2 separate regions of the Mus musculus genome follow, and region 2 is linked to region 1. A link is a contact called in public promoter capture Hi-C data. All regions are on one chromosome and are shown on one strand. The core of a region is the stretch at or near the end of the contact, and the rest is flanking DNA. Distances in the headings are between cores, read along the strand shown. Region 1 overlaps Lrp1 (low density lipoprotein receptor-related protein 1). Region 2 overlaps R3hdm2 (R3H domain containing 2).

The links. Capture Hi-C pulls out chosen DNA fragments and counts their contacts.
Region 2: a promoter capture Hi-C map of adipose tissue shows a contact between it and region 1. The contact joins two enhancer-like sites. A contact is called at or near these places in 1 of 115 datasets of contacts at active chromatin or transcription factors (pancreatic cancer cells) and 2 of 9 other capture datasets (adipose tissue and liver).

The regions. Positions count from the first base shown.
Region 1 is chr10:127,575,224-127,577,923 of GRCm38.p6, forward strand. Lrp1 (low density lipoprotein receptor-related protein 1) reads right to left here. Exons shown (of 89, transcript NM_008512.2): 23 at 1,587-1,832; 24 at 1,217-1,414; 25 at 61-265. Among named protein-coding and RNA genes, the nearest start is that of Gm16217, 20 kb to the right of the region's middle. Within about 2 kb of position 1,283, at least 44 of the 459 cell types and tissues checked have an H3K27ac peak or open chromatin away from gene starts, as enhancers often do. A contact at or near this core is called in adipose tissue and liver, where this site is marked.
Region 2 is chr10:127,425,553-127,428,252 of GRCm38.p6, forward strand. All of the region lies in intron 2 of R3hdm2 (R3H domain containing 2), which reads left to right. Among named protein-coding and RNA genes, the nearest start is that of Gm23819, 23 kb to the left of the region's middle. Within about 2 kb of position 1,284, at least 84 of the 459 cell types and tissues checked have an H3K27ac peak or open chromatin away from gene starts, as enhancers often do. A contact at or near this core is called in adipose tissue and liver, where this site is marked.

The sequences.
Region 1 (2,700 bases), core at 33-2,532:
CTGAACACAGAGCTACGGAGCGGGGGTGGGTAGGGGGTGGGGGTGGGGCAGAGTCCTTACCCATCCCGAGGGTCCAGAGCGATGGCCCTCGGGTGCTCAATGTCACCCGCCAGCAGAGTGGTTCGGAGGGTTCCGTCCAGCTTGGCCACTTCGATCTGGTCCAGGTTGCTCTCCACCCAGTAGATGTTGCCTGCAATCCAATCTACAGCCAGGCCCTCTGGTGTGGCCAAGCCATACTGAATCACCACCTCAAAGCTGGTCAGGGCTAGGAAGAGAAGGTTGCAGGTGGTTAGAGACTCCTGGGCCGGGGCTTGGCGAAGGCATGGATCTCAGGGTCCCTCAATGATCCACCTTCACCCTGACACCTCTGCCCAGAGAGCTGAAGGGCCTGGCTCCCACTCTCCTCTCCCAGGCCTCTTTCCTCCTGGGAGGTAGGTGGGAAAGGGGGCTCTTGGAGGAGGGGGTGAGGTCAGCCACTTTGAGTATGTACTGTTCTGAGGTGGGGTAACCTGGGCAAGGAGGTCAGGGCTGATGGAAGCTTCTGGGAACATGTTTGGACATACTATAAGGATGATGGAACGTGCTAGAAACTACCCATTGAATGTCCTGAAGACACTCTACACTAATGTGTCCGTGTGTCTTATTATTTTAGAAACTGTCATGTGACGACAGCTCAGTTTACGTAACTATTCTCCTGAGGACGGACATTTGAGATGTTTCCAAGTTTCTTTTATAATAAACAACACAAACTCCTCTATTAAAACATGTCTCTTGCTTGCCTCTGCTCAGGGACCCTCCCTGACACACAACTTAAAACTATCTGTCTTGATCACTGCTGTATCCAGCGCAATAGATGCTTAATACTGAGCCTGTGTAGCTCAGGCTACCCCGAGACAGAGGTGGTCCATCCCTACATGGCATTTTCCTTCTAAGCCCAAAATTCCAAGACTGGGGAACCAGGCTTCAGGCCGTTCCAAAGAAAGGGTGATCATTTTGTTAATTATCAGGCAGCAGCAATGCTTACGATAATTACGGGGCATCAGGCTCTGAGACCCACAGCAAAATCCAACCCAATTAACTGGGGGAGGGGGGGCACACGGGGGATGGGCAGCCGAAGCCTCAGCTCCGGGGCCACCTGAATCTGGGCCCGTGACCCTGAGTACCCAAGTGCCATCTGTGTACAATCCTGGCAACTCTCCCAGGCCCAAAGAGTCACCTCCGTTGTCCAGGAGTTTCCCACGGTAGATCTTGTCCTCTACCACGTCGGTCCAGTAGAGGGCACTCTGGCTGAGGTGGAAGTCCAGGGCAATAGTGTTGCGCAGGCCAGGCACTAGGACGCTGTAGTCCCCCTTGTGAAGGTCAATGCGCCTGATCTCGTGGCGGTTGGAGAAGATGATGAACGGTTTGAAGGGATCTGGAGGGAGGCAAGTGTTCAGGTCAGCGAAGGGCTTAGAGCCACTCACTGTGCCACCCTGTCCTGGGATATACATACAGCGTCCCTGCTAGCCCTGGCCTTCAGCCCACTGTAGCTCAGGCGCGTGACCAGGCCTGCTTGGCTGGCTCACCTTGACCCCACTGCGTCTTACCCAGACTGCGGCAGCTTTCCCCGTCAGGCTCCAAGACCCAGCCCTCGTAGCAGGAGCACTTCACACTGAACTTGTTCTGGTCACACTTCTGGCTGCATTTGAGGTGCTTGGCACAGTAGCTCTGGATCTGGCAGGTGTGGTTGTCAGAGCCCAGCTCCATGCCCAGAGGGCAAGAGCACACGATGCCTTCACCAGGGGCCACTGAGCAGTTGTGACTACAGCCACCATTATTCAGAGAACACTGGTCTGGGGGACAGGAAAGAGATAGGGTCAAGATCTGGGAGGAAGCAGGACATGGCCCTGCCAGGCCTTCACATTTTTTTTTATCCTGTTCTGAGCCCCGGAGCCCTAACCACAGCTCAGCCCTGCTGAGCCTCTGTCTCCTTCCCAGTCTCTCTTAGGATCAGGATTGGGACACTAGAACCTGACACCCAGGACCATCATCCTTTTTCCTTACCCCTGTGTGCTCTCGATGCCCTCACGTCGATGGCTGGGACCTGGGCATTTTGCCTCCTCTTTGGGAGGATACTCAGGTCAAGGCCCTTTCTTTGATCCCTCCCGATTCACGTGTGACACAGGGCAGGGTGCAGAGGGGAATGCCCTGACCTTCCCAACACGCCCCACGGTGGCAATTTCTGGGCCAGCCTCAGATGGCTGTACCCTTCACTCCTCTTTCCCAGAAGTCAGATGACTTGTTTGTTCTGGGACGGTGTGGTTTGCTCAGATCTCCTCGACCCTCCTCACTCATTCTGCACACGTTGCCCATTTCCGGGAACCCAGTTAAATTCCCTCCTCCAGAAGTCAGCTCAAATCATGCCTCAACCCTGTGCCTCACCCCCAGCCTGGCCTCCCTTTTCAGTGGTCTGACTGAGGGTGTCTGACCCAGGTCAGGAGTCTTAACGGCTCCCTCCCTGCCCTGCCTTCAGAGTGGGATGGCCCTGGATTAGTTTATTTAAGGGCTCTGTGCTTCTTCTTCCTCAGTTGGTGGCAGACAGTGGCTGTCTACCTGGGCCACTTTGTAAAGTAATTGTTACAGGAGTTGTCACCTCAGGCAGGGCCAAGGCAAGTCCTAGGTCAGTGCCTCCTCTGCCCCAGATCATTTCCTATAGTCCTA
Region 2 (2,700 bases), core at 34-2,533, 150 kb before region 1:
TTATAAGTATAGAGTGAGCATTTCAGACATGCGTCTTAAGCATCATTGCCAGGTTCTGAGGCACACACCTTTAATCCCAGCATTCCAGAAGTAATCTCAAAGGCCAGTCTATGAACATGCACTCTGAAAGATTATCTTTTCTCCTTTTTGACCATCATTTATCTTTTGGTTGGTTTGGGTTTGTTATTTCTGGTTTTGTAGAGAAACTCACTACATAAGCCTCAGATTTACTGTGTAGCCACCCCAACCTTAAATTCTAAGTCCTCCGACTCCAGCCACCTAAGGGCTAAGGCCAGGTGTCTGTTAGTAGGGAATGCCTAATTAACTTATCAGAGTGGACCAGGCCTCCATGTTCTCCCAGCATTCCGCTGTCCTACTGTTAAAGAGCATGGTTGGCACACCCTGTCCTCTACTCTGAACTCTCCAGTCCAGGGGCTGGGCTGCCCTTCCTTTGACCTTTGGCCTCCTGGCTGCTGTACCTGATCCCTCCCTCTCTCTTCCCTTCCTCTCCTCCTCTCCCCATATGGTTCAGGGTAGTGACCACTCTGAACTCTCTTAGATGTTTGTCCCTCTGGTTAGGTCTCCCTTATATTGATAATAAACTTTCTCCTCCACCATACTTAGGAGCAGCAGCCCTCCCATCCCCTCCTCTCCCTCTCCCTCTCCCTCTCCCCCCTCTCCCCCCTCTCCCCCCTCTCCCTCTCCTCTCCCTCTCCCTCTCCCTCTCCCTCTCCCTCTCCCTCTCCCTCTCCCTCTCCCTCTCCCTCTCCCTCTCCCTCTCCCTCTCCCTCTCCCTCTCCCTCTCCCTCTCCCTCTCCCTCTCCCTCTCCCTCTCCCTCTCCCTCTCCCTCTCCCTCTCCTCTATCTCTTTTTCATCCAGTGTGCACAACCATGCCTGTTTGGGCTTTTGTTGTAGTTTGATTGCTTTATTTTCAGACTCTGACTCGTGGCCTCCTCCTGCCTTAGCCTCCAGAGTGCTGGAGTTCTAGGCATGGGCTCCCTACCATTGTTCTGATTTACATGTTCTGCCTTAGCTCTCCATGTTGTGGGGGTCTTTGACTGTGATAGAGCTATCTCCTTGCTCAGGTGGGCTTAATTCTAGAGAAAATATGGCCATAGAAATGCAGCAGCCACTGAATCACTCTGAGTGGCCCCAGGATCTTGTCTTAAAAACAGTGAAGAATAATGAGCCAGGACAGCAGAGGAGCCAGAGCTTTACTGAGGTGGAGAGGAAGTCTGGCCTCCTGCCTGGGCCCTTTTTATGCCCAATACTTGGTCCTGATTGGCTTATGTAAACAAAGGGTTGTGCTGAGAGCCTTCAGCTTTGCTGAATTGGATGGCTGTGGAGGACTGAGATAGCTCAGGAAGAGCCTGCCATCCACAGAAGAAGTTACTAGGAGGGGGAAGAACCAGGAAGTGAGGAGTTGCTGATCAGCTTAAAGGCCCGTGGTCTTGTTATGTTAATATGTCACAGCCATTTAAAATCTACAGCTCCTGCCTAGCGTGTTGGCACACATTTAAATTCCAGCCCTGAGGCTGAAGCAGAAGGACCTGTATGAGTTCATGCAGGCCTACATAAGTGAGACCCTGTCTCAGACCACAGCACCATTCACAGCTTCTTAGGGAAATCCATGGAGTATGAACTTTATTCTACAGACTCTGCTCTCAAGGCCCAATCTAATATTTATATGCAGAAGGACTTCTGAGCTAAACTTAGAACTTTGGAGCTAAATTTGGCAAGATGTGCAGTTTGGGGCCAGCTGCTGCACCCACTGCAGTGCTGTCTGGGGAACTGGTGCTGCTGGTTGGCAGGTATTTCTCCTGAGGTCAGCCTAGAGCTTCTGCCTACACAGTACTCATCAAGAAGACAGACAACCTGCCAGTTTGTAACGCTTCTTCTTATCCTTATCTGTCTGAAAGAACCTACCTTACTCCTGTCTCTGTCATTTGGACATTTGCCTCTGGTGTCCACCTCTGGAAAGCCATTCCTTCCTTACTCTTCCGGTTGGGTGCTGTGCTCATGGTACTCCTCTTCCTCTGGATATCTGTGAGTGTACTCACTCATAGATATGGCATCCTGTGTATGGTGAGTCCTTAAAATACTGCCACATTTCTTAATACTGCCACATTTCTTAAAATAAACTGATTTGCAGGCTGGGTGGTAGTGCCTAGCATTGACGTGAAGGCTTTGTGTTCACTAAGTATGTACTGTGCCATTGAGGTGCCTTGACCTTCCCTCCCCAAATCCAGAATTTTAAATGGGCCAAATATCGAGCAAAAAATACTAAGCAATCCAACATCCTGTTACCCTTTATCTTCTTTTAGTTTTATGCTGTAACATATTTTAGAAGGAGAGCCTAGCCTTTAATGGCTGAGCCATCTCACCAGCCCACTATTATAACTTAGAGTCTTATTCTTTTGTATCTTTTGAAGTTTTTCTTTTTTTGTATTGCTTACTAACCTATCATAGTGCATTGACAAGAGCCAGCAATGTGTGTAACACTCATAACAAACTCTCTCTGCTTGGAGATTTTAATCTTCCCTGTACCTTCTCTAGTATATATGGAGAAAGAAGAGTTAATTTTTTTAAAAAGGGAAATGAACTGCAGAAAAGCAGGAAGTGGGCAAGTTCATAACTCAGTGGGCAAAAGAGATGCTCACCATTCTGACAGCCTAAGTCCAGTCCTTAGGACCTACATA